Linked DNA regions of Gossypium arboreum: region 2 is linked to region 1. Evidence: chromatin contacts called from public Hi-C data. All regions are on one chromosome and are shown on one strand. The core of a region is the stretch at or near the end of the contact, and the rest is flanking DNA. Distances in the headings are between cores, read along the strand shown.

The links. Hi-C and Micro-C count contacts between places; a contact is called where the count stands out from the background.
Region 2: a contact with region 1 is called in a Hi-C map of leaf, with 6 times the contacts expected there. The contact joins the promoter of LOC108473722 here to the promoter of LOC108467097 in region 1. A contact is called at or near these places in 3 of 5 Hi-C or Micro-C datasets (all in leaf).

What each region holds. Positions count from the first base shown.
Region 1 is chr2:77,137,459-77,143,381 of ASM2569848v2, reverse strand. It overlaps LOC108467097 (probable NAD(P)H dehydrogenase subunit CRR3, chloroplastic), which reads right to left and starts at 1,303. Exons shown (of 3, transcript XM_017767602.2): 1 at 944-1,303; 2 at 716-861; 3 at 1-93. The coding sequence starts at 1,188. LOC108467096 reads right to left here. Exons shown (of 9, transcript XM_017767601.2): 3 at 5,805-5,923; 4 at 4,523-5,169; 5 at 3,699-3,795; 6 at 3,559-3,612; 7 at 3,126-3,235; 8 at 2,438-2,628; 9 at 1,510-2,353. The coding sequence ends at 1,716.
Region 2 is chr2:78,010,838-78,017,230 of ASM2569848v2, reverse strand. It overlaps LOC108473722 (myosin-binding protein 2-like), which reads right to left and starts at 4,568. Exons shown (of 3, transcript XM_017775444.2): 1 at 2,674-4,568; 2 at 2,457-2,585; 3 at 274-2,368. The coding sequence starts at 3,991. The coding sequence ends at 978.

The DNA of each region.
Region 1 (5,923 bases), core at 54-2,553:
TGAATGGTAGCTTTATGACCCCAGAAGCAACTAGTAGAGAAAAGGTCCAAATTGGTAGGATCCATTGTAGCACAACCAACAGGATTGTTTTTCCTGCACAACCAATTTTCCCATTAATAAAATCAATCATACGAGTCATCTATCAAAACAAATGAAATTTACCACTAACCGGATGACATTACGATTTATGGGATGCAACCTCAACAGTAGTCTAGGTCACCCTCACCCTCATTCGTAGAAGTTGAAAGTCCAGCACTGCCCATCTCTTTTCCAACATATGCTAAGTGTGGGTTGCTTCTAAATGCAACTGCTAATAGAGTGTTTGAAGGCTGACTAAAGGTGTAAAATTCAAGGTTAAGGCTGCATATTTGCTTAGCTTAAGTCTTGGCATGTAACAATTGATCTTAATTCGATATCATAAGTCAGCACAGTGAGGGGTGGAGACCTGAGCTACTGACAATGGCAGAAAATTATCTGCATTCTAACTTGGTAAAAGAGTTGAAGTTTCTAGATCATTCAATTGGTTGCTTGTTTTGCGCTATTCTGCAAGCTATTATCAAAAGCAGTATAAAAAAAAAATCATATTGCCTACCTCTTATACCTAAATATGCTTCATATACATCTTAAACTTTCCGTCTTACAAGTAGCTTTCACCTTTCAGTACTAAAACTTATCTGAACTCGATTGAAAGAAAATAGAGAGAAAAATGAAGTACCGGAGGAACGGAAGGTTGCTTCAGTAGTGGTACCAATCCACTCCCCAGTCTCGCGGAGCTTCTTTTCAATGTCTCCTTCAAATTTACCACCAGTGACAGGCAAAAGCCCATCGAATATCGTCTTCCTCCTTTGCTCCTCCAAATCACTGCCCATGTTTAAACAAAACAAACATCAAGCTTATTCTCAATTACCCATAAAAAACAAAGGGGGGCTGAAGAAAGATATGCCTGGAATCAGCGTCACGGAAGGAACCAGCACCAATGGCACGTTCAATCTGGACGACAGAGGGAGGAGGGTGTGGCTTTTGTTGTCGCAAACGTTGTCTCCTTTTTCTTGGTCGAGTTGCTGTTTTGGGTTTTGAATTTGTTTGGGTTTCTTGTGGGGAGGGTTTGTCAGTAAGAGAGGCAATGGGGGGATGGATAACAGCTTTGGCCATGGCAATGGATATACAACTGCAGGATAAGCAAGCCATGCTTTTTCTTTTTTCTTGTCACTTTTTTTAGTTCTCTGTTTCGTATTTGGATTTTTATTTTTTATTATTTATTATTTATGGTGTTCTGCTCCGGTAACTGCCGAAGGATAACTTATAAAACTATCTATAGAGCCATTGGCTGGTCAGAAATATCTTGACAAGATCTTTAACGTACAACATTAGAAGCAGGAGGTACAACCCATCATCAGCTAAAAAGCACATTGTCTGTCATCAACAATTTTTGTACTTTTGATCTTAATCACACTATAAAGTTGTTCATTGATATTCGTACACTGCAGCAATCAGTTGAATTCTTCAAGGTTTCCACAATATCTGACATGAGTTTCATTATTATGATAAAAGGCAAGGAGCTGACTGCATAAAACTTGTCACAAAAACATGGGCTTTCCAATGAAATTATACCAATGCGATTGTTATAACTCGAGAGAAATGGCTCCTGCTGAATAGAACAAAAATGATTGTAGGATCTGTACAAAGGCCCTAAAAACCTAGTATTCATGTTGGCATCACACAGGCAGATTCCTTAGCAGACGAAGTGCTCGTGTCCAGTGTGATCTTTGCGATAAAACAATCTTCCTCAACGCTGGCACTGCCCCAGCAGCTATGATTGCAGAATGATTGTCACTGTCCATACTCAGATTATACAGTATTGATAAGGCTGCTTCGACTGCTCTGTCACTCCCTTGTTCAATAAGATTCACAAGTGGAAATATACCAACCTCAGATGCAACAGCTCGGGTGGAATCCACAACCCCTTCAGAAATTATTCTGTTAAGTTCAACAGCTGCGGATTCCTGTGTTTCTGGAGAAAGAGACAATTTTATCTGCTCTATAAGTCTTGGGATTGTCTCATAAAGAGTTACCTCCATGTTGATTGGATTCTCAAAATCTACATTAGGATTGGATATGGAGCACAGTTTAACAAGGCAAGCGGCAACCCAATCTTTGTTTCGAAGAGGGATATCAGACTTAAGGATTTTGCGGAGTAGTTTGATGAAATGGGTAGAGTCTATTTTTTGGCAAAACTGTTCCGAGTCAAGAAGTTTTGTTAGTAGCCTTGAAGCTGCAGAGACTGCAAGGCCAGCTTCCTCAATTTCAAGAGCATATTCGTCTAGTTCCTGACCTTCTACATCAGCTTCCTTGTCTGCAAAATAGAAAAGGTATATGTTCTCACAAGTCTACAGTAGTACAGCTCAAGTGTTTTCAACTAAGAATTATTTGCCCTTACCTTTTACAGCTTTTTGATGAAAAACAGCTTCCAAACCAGACGATACATCTACTTTGATTATTGTTTCCATGCTTGGTTCAATTATTGTTATGAATTCCAAGATAGAAGCTGCTTTTCTTTGCAGGTTTGATGGTGATGTCTTCAGAATCTCAATAAGGCGAGTAATGACAGTAGAGTCTAGCAATTCTTTCCTACAATACATGTCCAAAATATACATCGGGTTAGTGTTACAGTCAAGAACCCAAGGATTCAACATGAATATCCCAAAACATTAAATCACTAGGCAAATAAAAAAACCTTTTGTAGTACATGCTTTGACAATGGAGCCTAAAGTAACTAAGGGAACATATATAAACTCCACCGTCCCCCTTAAGAGCTACTGTCAGTTTCAGTTTCATTGAATCAACTTGGGGAGAAAATAGATAAATTGTGGAAGAAAATAATTTAGAGCCAAGATGAGAAGAAGTAATAAAACTTTGAAACCCTGCATTACCAAGATAAGTGGATCTACATAGAAGACAACAGAAAGAGGAAAACAATTAATATGTTTCCCAATTGATTATCTCCATGTATCTCCTCCAGAGTAAGCAATCATTTTGGAAACAGAACAAGATCCAATGGTGAACACCATAATGATGAAGCATCATTTTTCAAATAAACAAAGATGCCAGAAAGAAGAGGGAAAAACCTGGAATCCATTATTGACACAGGCTTATCTCCAGTCAATCCGGCAGAAGCATTAAGGCTCCTTGCAGCATCTATACCCATCTTTGAACCATTAACTGGTCCATTGTAGAACTAGATACAACAGTATACTAGGTAAGTCAACAGAAAAATATAGGGCCCAAATTATTCTTTGTGAGCGTATGGGTGACTGTGTTTCGAAAACTTTGAATCATTGAGGTTGCTTGCTTTGTTTTATGCTGTTATAACCATTTTAATAAGAAAACAAGATATTAATAAAAATGAAAATGGCCAAAAAGATCTTTCCGAAAAAGACAACCCCAAATGCCATGCAACTAAAGAAGCAAAACTTAAGGGGTCTAAGTTTAAAAATTGGAACAGATGGAAATGTCTTTTATCATTTACATTATGCTGTAAAAATCGATTGGCTGACTAACCTTTGACTTCATTTCTTTACTAGGGTCTAAAATCCTAGCAAGTATATCCAAGGTCTGCAAATCCAGCAACAATCCATGTCAGAAATATCAAACTAGAATTATTACAAATTACCACTTGAGAAAACAAAGATTGCCTTCACCTTTTCCATCAAGCTTCCAGAGGTTTCTGAGCGTTTCAGTGTACAAACTAAAGGGTGTAAAATACCTTCAGCTTCAAGTACATGATAAAGAGAAGGGCTGCAGCCAGCAAGAAACTTCAGAAACATTTTATTGTATCTAAAACCTAAAATATGAAGCACATGTTGTGTTACTTAGTTCCAGAAACTACCACTAAAGTAAAAGGAAATGATACATGGATAGAGATGTGGATGTGAATATGAATATGAATATGAGAAGATATTGTCAAAATTACTGGCATGACTCAAATGTTCAATAAAGAAAATTCCATAACACCAATTCGACACATTAAATGCTACCAGCATCAATGCCAATGAAGCAAATTGAGAAATCACAAAAAAAAAAAAAAAAAAAATAACTTTGTAACAGATATTAAGAGCCACAACTTTACAACAAAATGTTACAAGAATAAGACTAGGCCCTATTCTGGTGAGACCATCAAGAGACGATGGATGCATCTAGACAACTCGCTGTTAATAAAGTAGAGAGACAAAATGTGAGCTTCCTCCAATACCCAAACACTAACCCTGGGAGTTATATTTCTCCAGAGGGTTCAAGAAGCATATAAGAAAGCACAAGAAGGCTCACTAAAAACTCACTGTCTTTTAAATATGAACAAAGAAAGACAAAACAATGACTCAATAATTCATAAAATAATATTGTGAACTAAAGGAAAGGCCAAAATCTGGGTCAATGTGTACTTCAAGAAATGTCTGCACTTGGTAAAATTTTGCCCATTTAGAACTGAAGGCATTATCTACCAAGACTACACAAAGAGAAAATATACCTGACAGACAACCTCTCCAAAGCGTGGATCACAGCTGATCTGACAGCAAAACTGTTATGGTCTAAAAGCCGAACCAAATGCTTGATAGCACCAGCTTCCTTGAATGAAGTCCGCATATGTTCATTGATAGATGAGTCGGCAATTGACTCAGCAGCTCTCGATATGGCAACCTCATCATTAAGCTCAAGTATCAAAACTAATCGAGCCACACCATCTATCCATGGGAGAAGAGTAAGTCGGTTATCAGTGGGGATATCAGACTGAGATTCTCTTTTTCCATCCAACTCTATAGCCCCTATGCGAGCAAGAAACTGTTGCTGTGTGCGCCCAACTATTGCATTCTTCTTAGCTTCCTCTAACTCAGCATTCTCACCAACATTCAACCCAAGAAGTAATTCAGAGGCACCAAACTTTGAAGGTCCTTTGGAAGTCTGCTCAATCTCTGTACCATCTGGCATAGTAGGCCATGAATATAATCCTGGCTTGAAAGACTTGTAAGCAGCTGCACCAACCATGGGAACAGGAACCAGACCTTCCTCTATGACAAGAATTCTATAATACTGATCCTTAATGAGTTCCAATAAAGCATTTCTAGCTTCCTTCCGAAACACTTTAGATCCTTCCATGTCAGTTTTTAATAGCTTTGCCTGCATTAAGAGTAAGAATGTTTCATCAGGTGCCACTGAAATTTAGTCTAAGTTTCACTATGTTGCATTTTCAATTCACTACAATCCAATGATGCAGTAATGCGTTCTAAAAATGAGTCAACAACAATGGATACAGTTTGCTTCTGTGAGATACACAACCATCATCTACTAATACAATTGAATTTATGAACTTTTTGGAGACTAGTTAAAAATTGAATTTAAAGGTTAACTTTGGAAAGGAAGCAGTGCATGCGAAGAAAGAAGATTATAAACAAAACAAGAATGTAACTGCATGACAGCAAACAAAATACAAGTTTCCGGGTAAAGGTATATAAACAATGTCATACTTCACATTTGCATTTGACAATTTTGGTACGTAACATCATTTTGATTTGGGTAAAAATAAGAAAGCTTTGCAAACAATATAACCGAAGAGGATAGACCAGAATGCACAAGTTTTTAGACACACAAAAGATTATAACAATAAACAAACATCATCTTGTTCAAGGAAAACAAAGGCTATAGCATATTTACATTAAGTCACTCTATTGCATGTAACAATTCAGCATGTAACCAGATAACCCTTCAGTCAATTAATTAGAAAACAACTACCCCCATTCAGCAAAGATCCTCACCAGTTTCGGAATGATACCAGCTTCAACCATCATGCTGTGATTGCAATGGCTCAAGGCCAAATTTGACAAAACTCCACCAGCTGCTTCCTTCACTTTTATGTCATCATCATCGAGGGAAT
Region 2 (6,393 bases), core at 3,319-5,818, 870 kb before region 1:
CAATGGACTTCCGTTTTTTAATTATTATTTGATTGCATCAAATATTTTATTGAAAAACTGTTGTCGGCATGTTAGGTGGTGTTTTATGCTTGAAGCAAAATCATTTCTGAAAGCAATCTTTGCTTCTCATTCTGATTATAATATTAAATATTTCACAGTTATTTTATACTTTCTTTTGTTCTTTACATCTACCTGTCAACCTCTGCCATGTCAATTGGAGGTTTAAAACATGTACTAAAAAACACAAGAAAACAGAACAGCTCCAAAACAATATAAACAAACACTCACTTTATACGTACTTACAAATCGATGCATGTAGTTTACAAGTAACTCAAATCTACACCCTATAAAGACCCACCAGAAGAAAATGATGCAAAATATGAGAAGGAAAATGGGGTTACTTACCCCTTTCTTTCCCTTCCCTAACAAGACTATAAATAAATATAAAAAAACATGACAAAAAAGAGCTTCCCAGTTCTATCTGTCTGAATAAACTATTGCTATGAATCTGGCACAGTAGTTTTGTTCGATGGATCATACATTCCAGCTCTGCAGGCCAGCAAGTTTCTCACAACATACAAAAATGACAGATTGACTTTTAGACTTCATTTTTAACAGATACATTCACCTCCCCCCCCCCCCCCCTTTAAAAATGTGATGACTAGTTTGAAAACCCACAAAAAATTTGGGATTACTTGGACCCTAGAACCTCCAAAATGACCATACCAATTGTTGAATATATGGAACTGTGCCGCCTGTATTGTTGGTCATCGCCCAAGTTGGTGTTTTTCTTTTCTTTTCTTTTCTAATACTAGATTTGTAGTGGTTAAGCAACTCCAATTGAGCATTCTGCAATTAACTTAAAGAACAACAAAGAATAAACAACCATTACTTGTAACTTCACTATGATATGGATCCAAAGAACTGTAGATTGTGATATACTGATTAGATTTCCGAGTGTGTTCTGAAAAATGCAACTATATAGCAGCATTCCCATTACTCCTTACTCGAAGTTCGACACTCCTCAAATCGCGAAGATGTTGTAAAATCTCTTGAAGTAGATACATCCCTTTATCTCCTTTCCTCAAGGAGCTGATACAATGTTTTAGAAACTCCCTATCTGCCTCGAGTGCTTGTAATCTTTCATAAACATGGTCCACTTCTTCCTCTATTGTGATCATTTTGTTCTCGAGTTCAGGTAACGTATGTTGCAAGGCAACAGAATCAAAACCGTTTTCATGTCCATTCAGTATCTTTTCTTCAGTTTCTGCATCGGTGGCATCAAAAAGTGGGAGAAGTCTCTTTGCCTTTGTAGCCATGGGAATTATTTTGTCTTGGTGATGCTTCCCATTCACTCCCTTGAAATGACCATTGGCAACCCCATTTGTTTCCTGGCTGAAATTATGAATCTCATGGAAGCCATTACCATTGTCTTCGTACAAATACTCAACTGATTTTATATCCTCAAAATGTTGTTGTTCCTCTTCATCATTCAATGAAATCAATTGCTCTTCCAAGACCTTCAGTTGCTCTAGAATGGATAGCCTCTCCTCCTCGAAGTTAGCCAATGATTCCTCTACATACAAAACTGCATCAGCAGGGGTATTCTGGTTAACATCCTCTCGAATTTGATGGTTCTCGAAGCTATCTTCTTCCTTTGATTCATGATTCAAATCAACTGATACTCCATCACTGTCCTCAGCATTACTGCAAGACGCAGAACTTGCGCTTCGAATGCTGTCATCTTTCCTTCTTCTCAGCATCATCATTCTCTCTTTGGCCTCATGATCCTGCACCTTCTTGCGATATATCTCAAGTTCCTTTTCGAGCTCTGCCTTCTCTTTCTCCCTCTTGACCATAAGCTCATTCAGAATCTGCAAGGCTTCCTGGTCATACTCGGACTGTTCTTCCATCATCCTCTGGTACTGCACCGCTTCCATCTGCATTGCTGCTTTCTCTTCTTGAAGCCTATTTATCATTGCCATTGTTTGATTTGCAGCCACCGCAGAAGCACTCCTCTCTTCCTCAAGCTCTCTATACAATGCATTTAAAGCTTTCCTTTCAGTTTTTAATGCTGATTTCAACTTGTCAACAGTCAGTACCCCATCACCACCCTCAATGTCACTGAAAACACTTCCATCCAAGGAATCTTCGGTTCCGGATTCTTTTCTGTCAAGCAATAACAATTTCTTGTGCAACAGATGGAGACTGTCAATGGAAGTTGGTGTATCCGGAACTTTATCTTCCTCAATATCATTAAGCTCTGAAGATAATGATAGATGGTTTTTCATTGGTTGGTCACTAGTCTCACTCTCAAATGTTGCAGTTTTCAGCTGCTGCATTGTTTCTTCCTCAACATCCTTGGAGCCTAATGTAAAGGAATCCAAGATTAACAACACCTCAATAAACAAAATTCTTAAATTAAAAGACATTTTAAATTTGGAATTAAGGTTTACCACGATCAGCATCTGCATGTAATTCAGAACTGGTTGAGGGATCTCCTTGTGTGCATTCATATAAATGTTGCATTTGAATATCTTCAATTGTTTCCTTAAATTGCACAACATCTGTCCCTATTGATATTGCTGAAGAAATTGCAAAAAACTTTAGTCTTTAATAGTTCAATAATAGGCATTTGGTAAAAAAATATATCAAATTGGATTAAGCAAGTACCTTGATTAACATCTAAATTGATTTCCTCTTCTCTTGTTGTGGCGTTTGGTTGCACATCATCAGCCTCATTCAAGGGGGGCATATTTGCTTGAGTGGTAGCAACATGTTGATCATCTTCCTTCTCCATCAAATCTTGCTCCACTGCAGGAGTTGAAAAGCCCTCCTTGCCATCAGGCTCCATTGGTTCATCCACTGCATCAATGGTTTCCTCTTCACTCACAGGGGGTGAAAGGGGTGTCACTTTCTCCGCTGAACTGCAACCATTCTCCACAACCAACTCCACTGGTCTCCCAGGTTGCTGCAAATCAAAGTCCAAAATAACATCTCCAGTACCAGCAACATCTTCATCTTCCTCTGTGAACTTGTATATTTTTTGGCTTCTCATAGCAGTAGAATCCATCAATTCAACTGGAATCAAATGGCAGTCATCCCCCCCGATGTAAAACTCCAGATGCTTGTTCAGAATTTCAGGAGACTCCTCTTTGGCACAAGCGACTTGAGTTAACCCCTGGTCAGCCATTGACACAGTTAAGTCTCCTTCATCCACTGATGATTGATCTTTCTCTATAACCACATCGGCTTCATCTCCATTAGCAGCCACTTGGTTGCAATCAAAACTAGAAACAAAATATGAAAACTCCTCTTTTTCCACTTCCTTTTGTTCAATACCTTCATCATCAGAAATGATGCCAACTCTCTTGTTTTCTTCAATCATCTGTTCATCTTTATGATCATCAGCCACAAAATCTGATCTGATTCCATCTGAAGCATTACCCTCATCTGCAATAATGCCCTCAACTTTGTCTCCACCTTCAGTGATTAAATTTCCTTCCTGGGGATAATCCAAAACCTCCCAGGAAGGTTTAATCATGAAACAAGGAAGATTCCAGTTTTTCTCCACCATGACACCACAACAAGAACACTTGAAATCCTCATCGCCGTTTTCCATCACTTCATCACCACCATTTTCCGACGGCGACGAGGACAAGCAATCCTCACACATATCTCGAGATTCAGAGAGTTTTCGATGATTTGAACAAAAACCCAATTTAGAAATCTCATTGGCATGACCATCACACACAAGATCTCTATATGATTTGTTGTACTTTGATGGCTCAAAGATATGATCAAGCCTAGAACACCAAAGGCAGGGCCTTTTAAGACCAAAGTAATCAGCAAACTTGATGATCAGGTAAGAAAACAGTGAATTCAAAAGGAGGAGAACGATCAGAATCCATTCTAGTAAGACGTAGACAAGAATAAGAGTGATCCTATTAGTGTTTTTATGCAACATGGTAGCAAATTTGTTGGCTGCCATTAATGATGCTCTGTGTTTTCTGCTGTGTACAGAGAGGAGAAAAGGGACAAAACAGAAACAAAAAAGAGAGAAGAAGTTGTTAGATAAGAAGAAGACGAAAGAGCTTAAGATAAAAAGAGTTATGGAGAATGAAAAAGAAGTGAAATTGAAATGGTTTTTCAATAAGGGAGAGAAGAATCTGAAAGTCTAAAGAAATGGGTATTATATTTTTTCAGACTTGGAAATCATAAAAGGCGGTTTTGAATAGGAAAGTGACAGCCAAAGAAGACTGAAACCCTGAGGAAAATCAATTCATAGAAAACATTTTCCACAAAAACAAAAATAAAAACTAAAAAACATTGAAAAAGGTTTGAGTCAGATTAAATAAAGCAATTTATTTTCCTTGGTTCTTTTTTTGACAGAATTAAGCAACTATTGGAATCTTAAACAACTAAACTGACATTTGTTTTAAGTGATAAATTTTCATTTAGCTTAAGCTTAAGGTGGATGCCGATGGATTAATTGAAGGGGTAGAGGTAGCCAGCTATGGCAGCCCCCACCCTTACAGTCCCTCCAGCCTGGTGTTGTTTTATTTGGGACAAAGAAAATGGGAGGCCCCACCAACCTTACCAATGGGTTGGTGGAGACCACTGTCAAAGTTAAAAGTGGGCTCCATTTAGGACAGGTTGCTGCTGCTTCATGTTCTTCCTGCTCCTTTTAACTCTGTTTTTCATGGACACTATTTATCCTTTTTATCTCTGCCATCCTATTCCTTTGTGTGAGAAAAGAAATACACTCTTGAATTTCTGTTTCTAGCTTTGGATTCCTTATACTTGCTCTTTTTTCTTTTTGTTTCTTTTTTTCAAAATTTACAAGTATATTTACCAATACTGCTATATACTAGATATTTTATCAACTACAGATGAATAATAAAAGTAAAATGCATAAAAATATTAAAATAAAAACACTAAATGACCTTACAACCTATAATAAAATTAAGTTATTTTGATTCTCAACCTTCTGATTATCTTATTATTTTCACATTCTCAAATATTATAAAAATATCATAATATAGCATATAATCTTATTACCATGTATTCTTGAGGTATTAAATTATAGGCGTAAACTTAAATTTTGAATTAATTTAATATTTATTTTTATTATTTTTATCAATTTAATATTTTAATCTCAAATAAAATTTAGTTATAACTAAAAAACCTCTAACCATAAAAAAAAATCTCTCTTTTGTTAACAGTAAATTTCATACTTTTCATGGATTATTATAATTATAATTATAATTTATAATTTTTTCAACATTATATATTTAATTATTAGTAATTAATTTGTAATAAAAATAAGAATTAGAATAATTTAACATAATCTTATGAAAATTGAGATTAAAATATAATAAAAAACTAAACTTATTTTTATAACAAGAAAATTTTAATAAAATATGCTTTTAAATAACCTTATATGTCTATAAAGAAATATTTGAATATTATTTTCCATCTAAATACATTAAATAAAGTAGTGTAATATATTCAACATTTCATCCTATGTATAATTTCTTTTTACGAATGCGAACTAAATTTTACAATATGATTTTGTTTTCCAAAGGTTGTTATCCAAACTCTTAACTGATCATTTAATTTAACAATTGAGGAATGTATTTTTATGTTAAGAAATCAGGCATGAATATCGAAAAGAGAAATAGTAATAAAAATCATGTGATTTATTTGTAGATTATTTTATTCTCAATTTCAGTTACCGTAATACGAATTTTAGAAACTTCCAATATAGATAAGAAAATGATCTGGATTTCAATAAAATAATGAATTAAAAATAATAAATATTTATTTACTAAATTATTATTATAAATTAGGATAATTATTTAAATAAAATTATCAATATTTATTTACAAATTTTTATATTTTTTTTAATTTGATTATGTTGATTATGCATGATAATACATTAAATATTACTTTTCAGGACAGTAACTTCACTTTTATTTTATTTTTTAACTTTCCCATAGATTTGCTTTAATCAAGCTTTAATATCTAAATTATGCCCCACTGGCTTTTTAGGTCCTAAAATCCCAACCCCAAGTTAAAATTTAATTAACCATTAAATATGATTTTGTTCCCTCTTCCTCTACTTTAATTTGTATCATCAACCCTACATAATTTCCAGGCTATATAGGATTCCAGCTCAAAGGAAATTAATCTTATAATAAAGTACACTCAAACAAAATCTTTTTTTTAATAATCTTATAAAATGTAAGGGTTTTTTTTTTTAATGTGGAACTGTGTATCAACTTTGAAGAACATTGTTTCAAAAAGTTGAGTACAATAATAAAAGATTTTTTTTTGAAAAAAAAAACGTGAGAGAGCTTTCTAGTGTTTTTTTGACCAAAAGGGCGGTAA